2 separate regions of the Oryctolagus cuniculus genome follow, and region 1 is linked to region 2. The links are chromatin contacts, called in public Micro-C maps. All regions are on one chromosome and are shown on one strand. Each heading gives the region's core, a stretch centred on a gene start, on an enhancer-like site or on the middle of the called end of the contact. The rest is flanking DNA. Distances are from core to core; before and after follow the strand shown.

The links. A called contact is a pair of places that touch in the nucleus more often than the background predicts.
Region 1: a Micro-C map of ear pinna shows a contact between it and region 2, with 3 times the contacts expected there. The contact joins the promoter of UNC119B here to the promoter of COX6A1 in region 2. A contact is called at or near these places in 4 of 6 Hi-C or Micro-C datasets (ear pinna, embryonic fibroblasts, skin fibroblasts and 1 more).

What each region holds. Positions count from the first base shown.
Region 1 is chr21:16,708,414-16,713,501 of mOryCun1.1, reverse strand. UNC119B (unc-119 lipid binding chaperone B) reads right to left here and starts at 1,802. Exons shown (of 5, transcript XM_051835841.2): 1 at 1,511-1,802. The coding sequence starts at 1,754.
Region 2 is chr21:16,469,072-16,473,550 of mOryCun1.1, reverse strand. It overlaps COX6A1 (cytochrome c oxidase subunit 6A1), which reads right to left and starts at 2,012. Exons shown (of 3, transcript NM_001170883.2): 1 at 1,875-2,012; 2 at 1,579-1,721; 3 at 1-23. The coding sequence starts at 1,977. LOC127484773 (U6 spliceosomal RNA) reads right to left here and starts at 501; the gene lies at 397-501.

The DNA.
Region 1 (5,088 bases), core at 553-3,052, 240 kb before region 2:
GCAGTGCCGGTCGTAGCAGTCATTTGGGGGGTGAACCCACAGAAAAAGGAAGACCTTTCTCTCTGTCTCTCTCTCTAACTCTGCCTGTCAAAAAAAAAAAAAAATCACTGATTTCCTTCCATGACAACTCCTGAACAGCATCTTCTCCACAACTCATTCTGACACCTTATATTATGTGTAAGTTGTTCTTGTTTTACAAGCTGTCTCTTTAGAAAAAAACAGGCACACTGGGCGCGAGTGAGTATCTGGTAACTGCAGAGAAGGCTGTGCTGCCAAGCCTCTAGAGAAGAACCTGCTTAATCGAACAGACAAGATGTGGACGAGACCAAGAGAACCCAGGGGTCACGGCGTTCTCTCTGTGGCTTTCTCCAAAAAGCTGCAAAAGCAGGTTTAGCAATGGCACCACTCCCAAGCCCCCAGAGAGACCTGAGTGTGCCCCAAGAGCGATGCGCAGGGCCAGGCCCTGGAACGGCCTGGCTCACCCGTATCAGGAGAAAGCGCAAGGTCATAGGTCAAGGGCCGAGCATTTCTGTCCTCTCAAGAGACTGAAAATTAGACTGGGTGAGAACGGAAGCTGAACGGCAAGACTGCAGATCCACTCCTGTGCACAAAGGACAGCTCTGCCCCAAACAGTGGTGGACACTGGTGACATGACAACATTCCCAGTACAACTACTTTAGGAGCCGGAATTCCCTTTTGCACAGGCTGGACCAAGGCCTACTTCCCTCAAACTCCCAGAACACTGAGCCACCTGGGATCAGGTCGGCCTGATCACAGCAGGGGTCAGCGGTCTGCAGGGGTGGGGGTGGGGGCCTCAGCAGGTGACTGCAAACTCCTGGGCTTGGCTGAAGGGAACAAGCTGGGGAGTGAGCACCGGGCTCCCTCCCAGGAGGGCTGCCTTTTCCGCCAGATGCGCATTTTCTAAAGAAACGCCAAGCGCAGGATTCACGTGTTGGAGTTTGTACCTAAACTGCAACTTTATTAACAACTTCTGTGGATGGGGCGGCACAGCTCTAAGTGTGCACGACGACATGCCAAGGCCATGTGTTCTGAGTTAGAAAGAGGCCACCAGCACACAAAGGGGCACCGCCGGCGACCCAAAGAGGGGTGGGGTGGGGGCGGGGCTGTCAGGGGCCGGGGCGGAGGGAAGAGCAGCGAAAAGCAGGTAGGGGCTCCGGCCTGGCAGCGGCTGCGCGAGCTGAGGGAGACCGGCGAGGACGCCTGGCCCGGCGGGAACTTCAGGGACGGCTGGGGCGGGGCGGGGCCGCGGGGTCGAGGCTCCGGCCGGCCCACGACCCCTACTCTATCGGGTACCGCGGGGGCGGGGATGGGCCCGGCCCGAGCGGCCTGGCCGGAGCCACGCTCCCGGTCCCCCCTTCCCCACCGGGTCTCGGCGAGGGTGGCGAGGGCAGTAGGGAGCGCGGCCTGGGCCGACCGAGGGGGCCTGGGTGGCAGACAAGGGGCGCGGGGGCCCGGCGCGAGGGGAGGGCGCGGCCCGCCCGGCACTCACTCTCGGTGACCCGGCCGAGGCGCAGGACGTGCTCGGGCCGGATGGTGTCCAGCGCCAGCAGCTCCTGCTCCGTGACCGCTGTCCCGATGCCGTCGTCGGCCGCGTGGTGGGGCGCCTGCCGCCGCGCCTTGAGCCTGTTCAGGACGCCGCCGCCCGCCTTCTTCTTCTCCTCCTTGCCAGCCACCAGCCCCCCGGGCCCCGCCGCCGACCCCGCGGCCGCAGCCTTCGGGTTCGACCCGTTCATCGCTCCGCCGCCAAGATGGCCGCCGCCTCCACAGCGCCGTAACTATGGAGAGCGGGGGCGGGGCCGGCGGCACCTGGGCGGGGCGGGGCCTGGGCGGGGCGGGGCCTGGGATGGGCGGCCTTCCTCCGGCCGCGGGCCCGGCAGGTGGTGCGCCTCGGGGGTCCCAGGGGTTTCTGCGGACTCGGCACGTGGAGATGTTTTTTAATATCTCCAGGAGAGAATGTCCATTAGAAACCGCGCTTTGCAATGCAAAGGCCCGTCGAAAGCAAGCTTCCGGAACAGACTCATTTCTGAGGCCTGCCTCCAGTGCCTTGGGCTGGGCCTTGTGCAGTAAGGACGCAGGCATGAGGACAGGGATGAGGCTCCCTTATTCACCACTGTATCCTGGGCAGCTTGGTAGGGGCTCCATAATGTAGGTGAGAGTGAGCTGTTAGTGAAAGTCTGAGCGGCCCCAGCCTGAGAGGGGGGGACTTCATATACTTCTGTGACATACATCACTCATTATGGGGACACGTTCCCTGGACAAGCCAGGTGGGAATCAACGAGAAAACAAGACTGCTGACTGCAGCAAAGGTGCCAGGAGAGCGCCCAGGAGTGGCTGGGCCAGGCCCAAGCCGGGAGCATTTCTCACTATCTTCTCAGGCACATTAGCAGCAGCTGGGACTTGAACCAGCGCTCAAGCATGGGATGCTGGCATCACAGGTGGGCACCCCCGCCCGCTGCACCACAGTGCCGGCCCCCAGGTTGTTGCGTCCCCAGGGAATCAGGATCTGTGTACCTTAGACCCCAGGTTGTTGCGTCCCCAGGGACTCAGGACCTGTCTACACTCCTCTCTGTCGAAAGCCTGGACCTGAGTCTGCTAGTCTCAGCCATACATACATGGCCAGGGTGAAACTCTACCCCTCCCTCGATGGGCAGCCTCCAGACCCGACTGCTGCCAGGCTTGGTGGGTCCCTCTCGCTGGACGTGAGGGGCGAAGGAGGAACCGACTGGCCTCGCCTGGTCCCTAGACAAAGTCTAAACGTGCCCTTGCCCCTGCCGCCCAGCTGGGTGGAACAGTCTGTGGCCCAGTTCCTATCTAAATGCTGTCCTGTATTTAAGAGATTAGCTTCTGGTGGCACTCACCAGACCCACTCAGGGGGATTCTAGTAAATGTGCTCAGAGACTTTGCAAGCAGCTCTTTTTGAACCGCTCAGCACTGAGTGGCTGCTGATCTGCTAGTGGATTGTGAACCACCAAGAGGGTGGTCCAGCACGCAGCTGTCTCCCACGGTCTCACTCACTCTCACTCCAACCTTGTTCTCCAAGCACCTGGACCACAGCCACCTGCTCTCTTCTTTCTAGGGAGGATGACAAATGTGCTAACTCGTTTACACTCAGGAATTCAGTCCACACGTATGCACGATGATTACTTCAGGGCCATCTGAAACTGACATATTACAGTAAATTACATGTGGGGCCACTAATGTTGCAAAGAATGAGATTGATCTATGCATGTACACGAGTACGGAAAGATGTCCAAAATATATTAAGTGGTTGGGGGGAAGCAAACACAGACTCTCCTTTATTTAAAATAAAAGGTATAGTCCTGCACTGCATTTCAGTCAACAACCAGCTGTCCATAGGATTAGATGGCCCTGGGGCCAGTGTTGGGGCGCAGCAGGTTAAGCCATTGCCTGCGACTCCAGCATCCTATACCAGACTGCCAGTTCTAGTCCAGGCTTTCCCGCTTCCCATCCAGCTCCCTGCTAACACACCTGGGAAAGCAGCAGAGGACGGTCCAAGTACTTGAGCCCCTGCCACCTACACGGGAGACCCGGATGGAGTTCCTGGCTCTCAGCTTCAGCCTGGACCAGCCCAGGCCTTTGTGGCCATTTGGGAAGTGAACCAGTGGCTGGACAATCTGTCTCCCCCCACCCCTCTCTCTTAAAAAAAAAAAAAAATATATATATATATATATATGGCCTACAGATGTTGTAGCTTAGTTTGTGTAAATACACGCTATATTTGCATGACGAAATCACCTAATAACGCAGTGATCAGGATGTTCTTTCAGTGATGCGTGGCTATCTCTGAATGTGGGATGTGTTTCTGTAACCGTAAAGGAGGCCTGCGTGAACCCTGAAGTGTTAACCGGACTTCATCTCCTCTGGGCGGGAGCATACTGGGTGGAGCTGGAAGGCATTTGTTCACTGCTGACACCAGAGTTTCTTCCATACTGTTCTATCACAAGCATATGATCATGGGCTGCTTGTGAACTTTTAGAGAGAAAATACCTTAGGATTTATGTCTGGAAGGCAGACACTGCCAAAGTAGCCTTATTTTCAAATGTAAAATCAACCTCAAACTTGATCACCCTTTTCTGCTATTTTGAAAAATTAAATACTGCCATATTGAGTGTCAGGGCCTGCCTGGTCACTGCCTATGATCTGTGGTGAAAAAGAAATAGACTGTCCTTAGAATAGAGCGTGTGCACACACACACACACACACACACACAGAATAGAGCACTGGCATTGTGGCACAATGGGTTAAGCCGCTGCCTGCGATGCTGGCATCCCACGAGTGCTGGTTCAGGTCCTGGATGCTCTGCTTCCAATCCAGCTCCCTGCTAATGTGCCTGGGAAAGCAGTGGAAGACGGCCCAAGTGCTTGGGCACCTGCCACCTGGCAGACCTGGATGGAGTTCCTGGCTCCTTCCTGGCTTTGTCCTGGCCCAGCCCTGACTGTCATGGCCATTTGGGGAGTGAACCAGCAGGTGGAAGATCTCTTTTTCTCTCTCTTTCTGTCACTCTGCCTTTCAAATAAAGAAATAAATATTTAAAAGAAATATATAGAACACATAAAAAGAAATTATGTAGAGGGCATATGATTACATTTTTTAAAGGTATAGAAAAAATCAGGCCTGTAACCTCCAATGTATCTTTCCCTACCAAATCCTCCTAAGGTGTGAGAGTATTTTTTAAAGTTTGTAGAGAATTGGAATTAAAAGATAAGTTGGGGTGAGCATTTGACCTTGTGGTTAAGCTATGGGTTGGGACACGTGCGTCCTGTATCACAGTGCCTGGGTTCAAGTCCTTGCTCCTCTTCAGATTCAACTTCCTACTCACGCACACTCTGGGAGGCAGCGGTGATGCGGCAAGTACTTGGATTCCTGCCACCATGTAAAAGACCTCCACTCAGGTCCCTGCTCCTGGCTTCAGCCGGGCCTATTCCCAGCAATTGGAGGATTTGGGAAGTGAGCCAGCAGACAGGAGCTGTCTCTCTCCCCCTCTCTCTCAAATTTATTTTGGTGCCCAAAAAACCTGGAAATTCCTTTATAATTTTTTGATACTGT
Region 2 (4,479 bases), core at 763-3,262:
TTCCCATCTCCCCAGGGAAAGGGCTGTGGAGTGAAGATGTCAGTCAAATTAACTCCAGAAAACAGTTCGCAAGAACACTTAACAGTGACAGATCAGACATAAACGTAACATGTAGATTAGTCTGTTAGCTACTGGCATGCTTCAGCTTTCCCATAATTTTTTAAAATCTATTTTATTTTGACATCTAATGGTGGACTCCACTCCGTAAACTTGAGAGCGCGCCATCATTTGCTTGTTATGTTTTCACACAGTGCAAGTGGTGGTCGCTCCTTCTCATAGCAGCAAGTGATTCTGCTGTTTTCCATAGCAGCACACTTGAGGGACGGAGAGGCTGAGTGCGTCGAGTGTAAATAACTCGAACGACTGCCAATTCTATTTACTGGTCAGTGTTTAAGTAAAAATATGCCACACTTCAAGAATTTGCATGTCATCCTTGCGCAGGGGCCATGCTAACCTTCTGTGTTGTTCCAATTTTAGCACATGCGCTGTCGGAGCCAGCACAGCCTTCCCACAATTTAAGGAAGCTCTTAAATAGCCACCAAAGAGGCCCTTCTTAACGCAGACAGCAGGAAAAGCAAGCTCAAGTTAGTCACTCTTAGGCCTCTCCCTGGTAACTAGTGCTGTTTATGAAAGTATAATCCTCAAACCACCCGAATCAGAATGGTGCGGTGGGTACAGGGGAGGAGATGCTTAAGCTTATTTAAATGCAGATTCCCGGGCTCCATCCCAGACCTGAAACGATCTACGGACTGGGAAACTGCATCCAACCCCCACGTAGTTTGTCCATCCCCTCTGAAGAGCATTAGGACCATGGTCTCCAACCCAGGGGCCCCTGCGCCTATTTGCAGACATTGGGCGGGGGGCTGGGGGCTGGGGGCAAGACACTACTGCCACCTAGCGGGCAGGAGCCAGGGACTCCGCAAAACTTCGTAAACGGCACAAAACGTCAATACTGTTGAAAAACCTTGCTGTGCAGCTTCTAACTCTACCGTACCAGGGTGGAGGTGGGGCTCAAAGACTCAGAACTCCCAGAGTCCAGGTTAAGGTTCTACGAGACCAGTGCTACAGAAGCGATGAGCGATGTAACAGTTACAGAGGCAGAGAGGCCCTCGTGTAAAACACAGCAAGCGCTGAACCACAAACGACCTTAACATCCGTACCGACATTCGGAGGGCAAAGCGGGAGAGAAGACAGGAACAGGCGGAGAAGAGGAAGCCATCAGGACCCGCCAGCTGCTCGGGTCGGCTCAACCGCCGACTCTCCCGTTCTGGAAGGGATTCCCAAACCTCAGATTTTATACGAGGGACGCCGCTCCTAAAGGCAGGAGGTGGAGGACCCAGGCAAAGGGACACAGTGCGTGACCTTGAGGCACACGCCCGGCACAGGAAGAGCTTGGACTAGGAGGGCTCGTACGAGGCCGCAGCATTAGAGTTCGTGCAAATACGGCTTTGTCGCAAAAGCTCTTAAAATCGTACACACAAGGGGTCTTCCACAAAGCCCCCTGGAAATGATTATCAGGGAACTCGGCCTGGATTTCAGAACGAAAGCGGGGTGCCTGGAGAGGCTGCAGGGGCGTACCTTGGACCTGATGCGGAGATGGGGGTAGGCGATGAACTCGGGTCTCTCGTGCTCTTCGTGGTGCGACTTCAGGTAGACATTCAGCATGCTCACGCCCACGCCGGGGAGCGCGACGAAGTAGGTGAGGGCCTTCCACATGCGAGCTGCGGAGGGGCCACAGCCGCTCAGCCCCGGCAGGGCCGGGGGTCGGCCGCCTCGCACGCTCCTTCCCCAAGGCCTCCAGCCAAGGTCATGGTCCCGTCCGGCCTCGACTGAATGAGGCCGAGACCCGCCCCGACCCTAGCTAGCCCCAGTACCTGAGCCCTCCTCGCCGTGCGCTCCGCTCGACATAGGCCGCCCCACCTGGAGGCGGGACCGACCTAGAAGCCGAGAAACCCTGGACCAAGCCGCCGCCGCCATTTTCCTCCTGGACCGCCCGAGCGCCGGAAGCGGAAGTAAGAAAAGGGCTCGGGGGTGGGTGGGACCACAACCTCAAAAAGAAGTTCCTATTGGGCGACGGCTCACGCGCATCAACAGGCACCAAGGAGTCTGCGCACTGTCACCCAGAGCGACCGAGTCCTTGCCAAAATCCTGAGGGAGAAATGGGGACACCGAGATAGGAAGAGCGTGATGCCGGCACCCCCGCTGCGAGCCGCGCCTTCCCTTTGTGCGCATGCGTGTGCGCCGGGTCTCCCTGCGGTCCCCGCTCCCTGCCTTGGAGTCCCTGGACAACGCTGGAAGGTCTCAGCAGGAACCACCCCGTCTGAAGCGCCGCTTCCCTTCCTCACCGTCCTCTGCGTTATGTTTTTCGTGGCACCTGACGTCATCGTCGTCATCATTTTGTTCTTACATTCTGTGATGCCGGGAGTTTGCCACTGCAGCATTCTCGGCATAATCTATGAACGGCGATGTCTGGAGCCATGCCTGGCCCGTACCACGTGCTGCATGAATGAATGAATGAATGAATGACAGCTGGAGCCAGTAGGAGCCCTGGAATTGGTGCCAGAAGATCTGGATTCTAATCCTGGCTCAACAGCCTCACCTTTTGGCCTCTGGTCACCTGGATTTCTCTCCCCTGGAATTCTGGTATCTGTTAAGTGTTGTCTACACAATTCATACCCCTACTTCTTTCAGCCGGCTCTCCACTTTTTTTTCTTTTTAAAGATTTATTTATTTATCTGAAAGGCAGAGTTACAGAGAGGCAGAGGCAGAGAGAGAGAGAGAGATCTTCCATCCACTGGTTCACTCCCCAAATGGCTGCAACAGCTGAGCTAGGCCAACCCAAAGCCAGGAGCCAGGAGCTTCTTCCGGGTCTCCCATGTAGGTGCAGGGGCTCAAGCACTTGAGCCATCTTCTACTATTTTCCCAAGCCAAAGCAGAGAGCTGGATCAGAAGTGGAGCAGCCAGTCTTGAACCAGTGCCCATATGGGATGCCGGCACTGCAGGTGGTGGCTTTACCTGCTACGCCACAGCCCCAGCCCCCTGGGCCCTCCACTTTTGATACAGGTCCCTGCTAATATGCCTGGGAAAGCAGCAGAAGATGGCCCATATGCTTGGGTCCCTGCCACCCACGTGGGAGATCCAGAAGAAGCTCCTGGCTTTGGCCCAGCCCAGCCCTGGCTATTGCGACCATTTGGGGAGTGAACCAGCAGATGGAAGATCTCTGTCTCTTCTCTTCTTGCTGTAACTCTGCCTTTCCAATAAATAAATAAATAATTTTATAAATGAGGGAAGGTCATCAAGCTACAACAGTGAAGTGCATATTCCTTGTTTGTAATGTTAATATGTATAAAAAAGAAAAATGTAATGAAAGCTTTGAATCCCTTTCCCCCAAAATGCCTCTGTGAGTGAACACACAGTTGAGCAATGTGGGGGAAGGAGTGACTGGGAAGTATATCTGAAGACCCCCAAGACTCCTTGTGCTGCGTCAGGTAGAACAAACAGGGGCCCTCGTGTGGGAAGACTGGGCTCACATCTCGTCCCCTTACAAGCTCTGTGACTTTGGGGAAGTTATAAGAAGTGAACGCCTCAAGGTCATACAGTTTCATGAAGACGAAAATTGGGGATCAGAGGCGGACGTGTGGCCAGCAGTGAAGATGCCACTTGGGCCACTGCGTCCCCTGTAGGAGTGCCTGGGTCTGGGTTCCAGCTCCACTGCGACTCCAGCTCCCGCCACAGCACCCCTGGGAGGCAGCAGTGCCAGCTCAAGTACTCGATCCGCCGCCCCCCGCCCCCCCCCCCCGGTGTGGGAGACTTAGATGGAGTTCCCAGGTCCTGACCCAGCTCCAGCTGTTGCAGGCACTTGGGGATTGAACTGGTAGGTAGGAGGTTCTCTCTCTCTCTCTCTCTCTCTCTCTCTCTCTCTCTCTCTCTCTCTCTCTCCCCCCTGTCTCTCTGCCTTTCAAATAAACAACAATCTTCAAAAAATTGGGGCTCGTCTTTCTAGTGCTTCATAATCTGGTCTAGCCTTCAGTCTCTCCCTGCGTAGCCCACGTTTTTACACTTCGTGGTGTAATCAGAAACATAAAATCCCTAAGCATCTGTAAGCACAGCCAGAGGTGTGTGAGGCCCCACCGTGTGGCCACAGGAAGGGCCAACTCAAGGATCAGCAAGTCCTGGGTCCGGATCTCGGGTGTGCCACCGCTCTCCGCTATGCGGCTGCCTCTCCAGTGCATGGGACTGTAACACGCATGCGCGCATCCCTTCACCCAGCAAATAGTTGTTAACACCCAGCTCCACCTTGGGAAGTTACTCAACTTCCATCTGTAACAACGGCAATTTGTTTAACACGGTGCCTTCCGTGTGCCAGGGGTGGGCAGTAGTCTACAGAGCCACCGTGTTCGCTGTCTCTGTCACACAGCTTGCCTTCTGGTGACGAAGAGATGACTAAGAAATACCAAATGCTTAGAATATGGGAAGAAT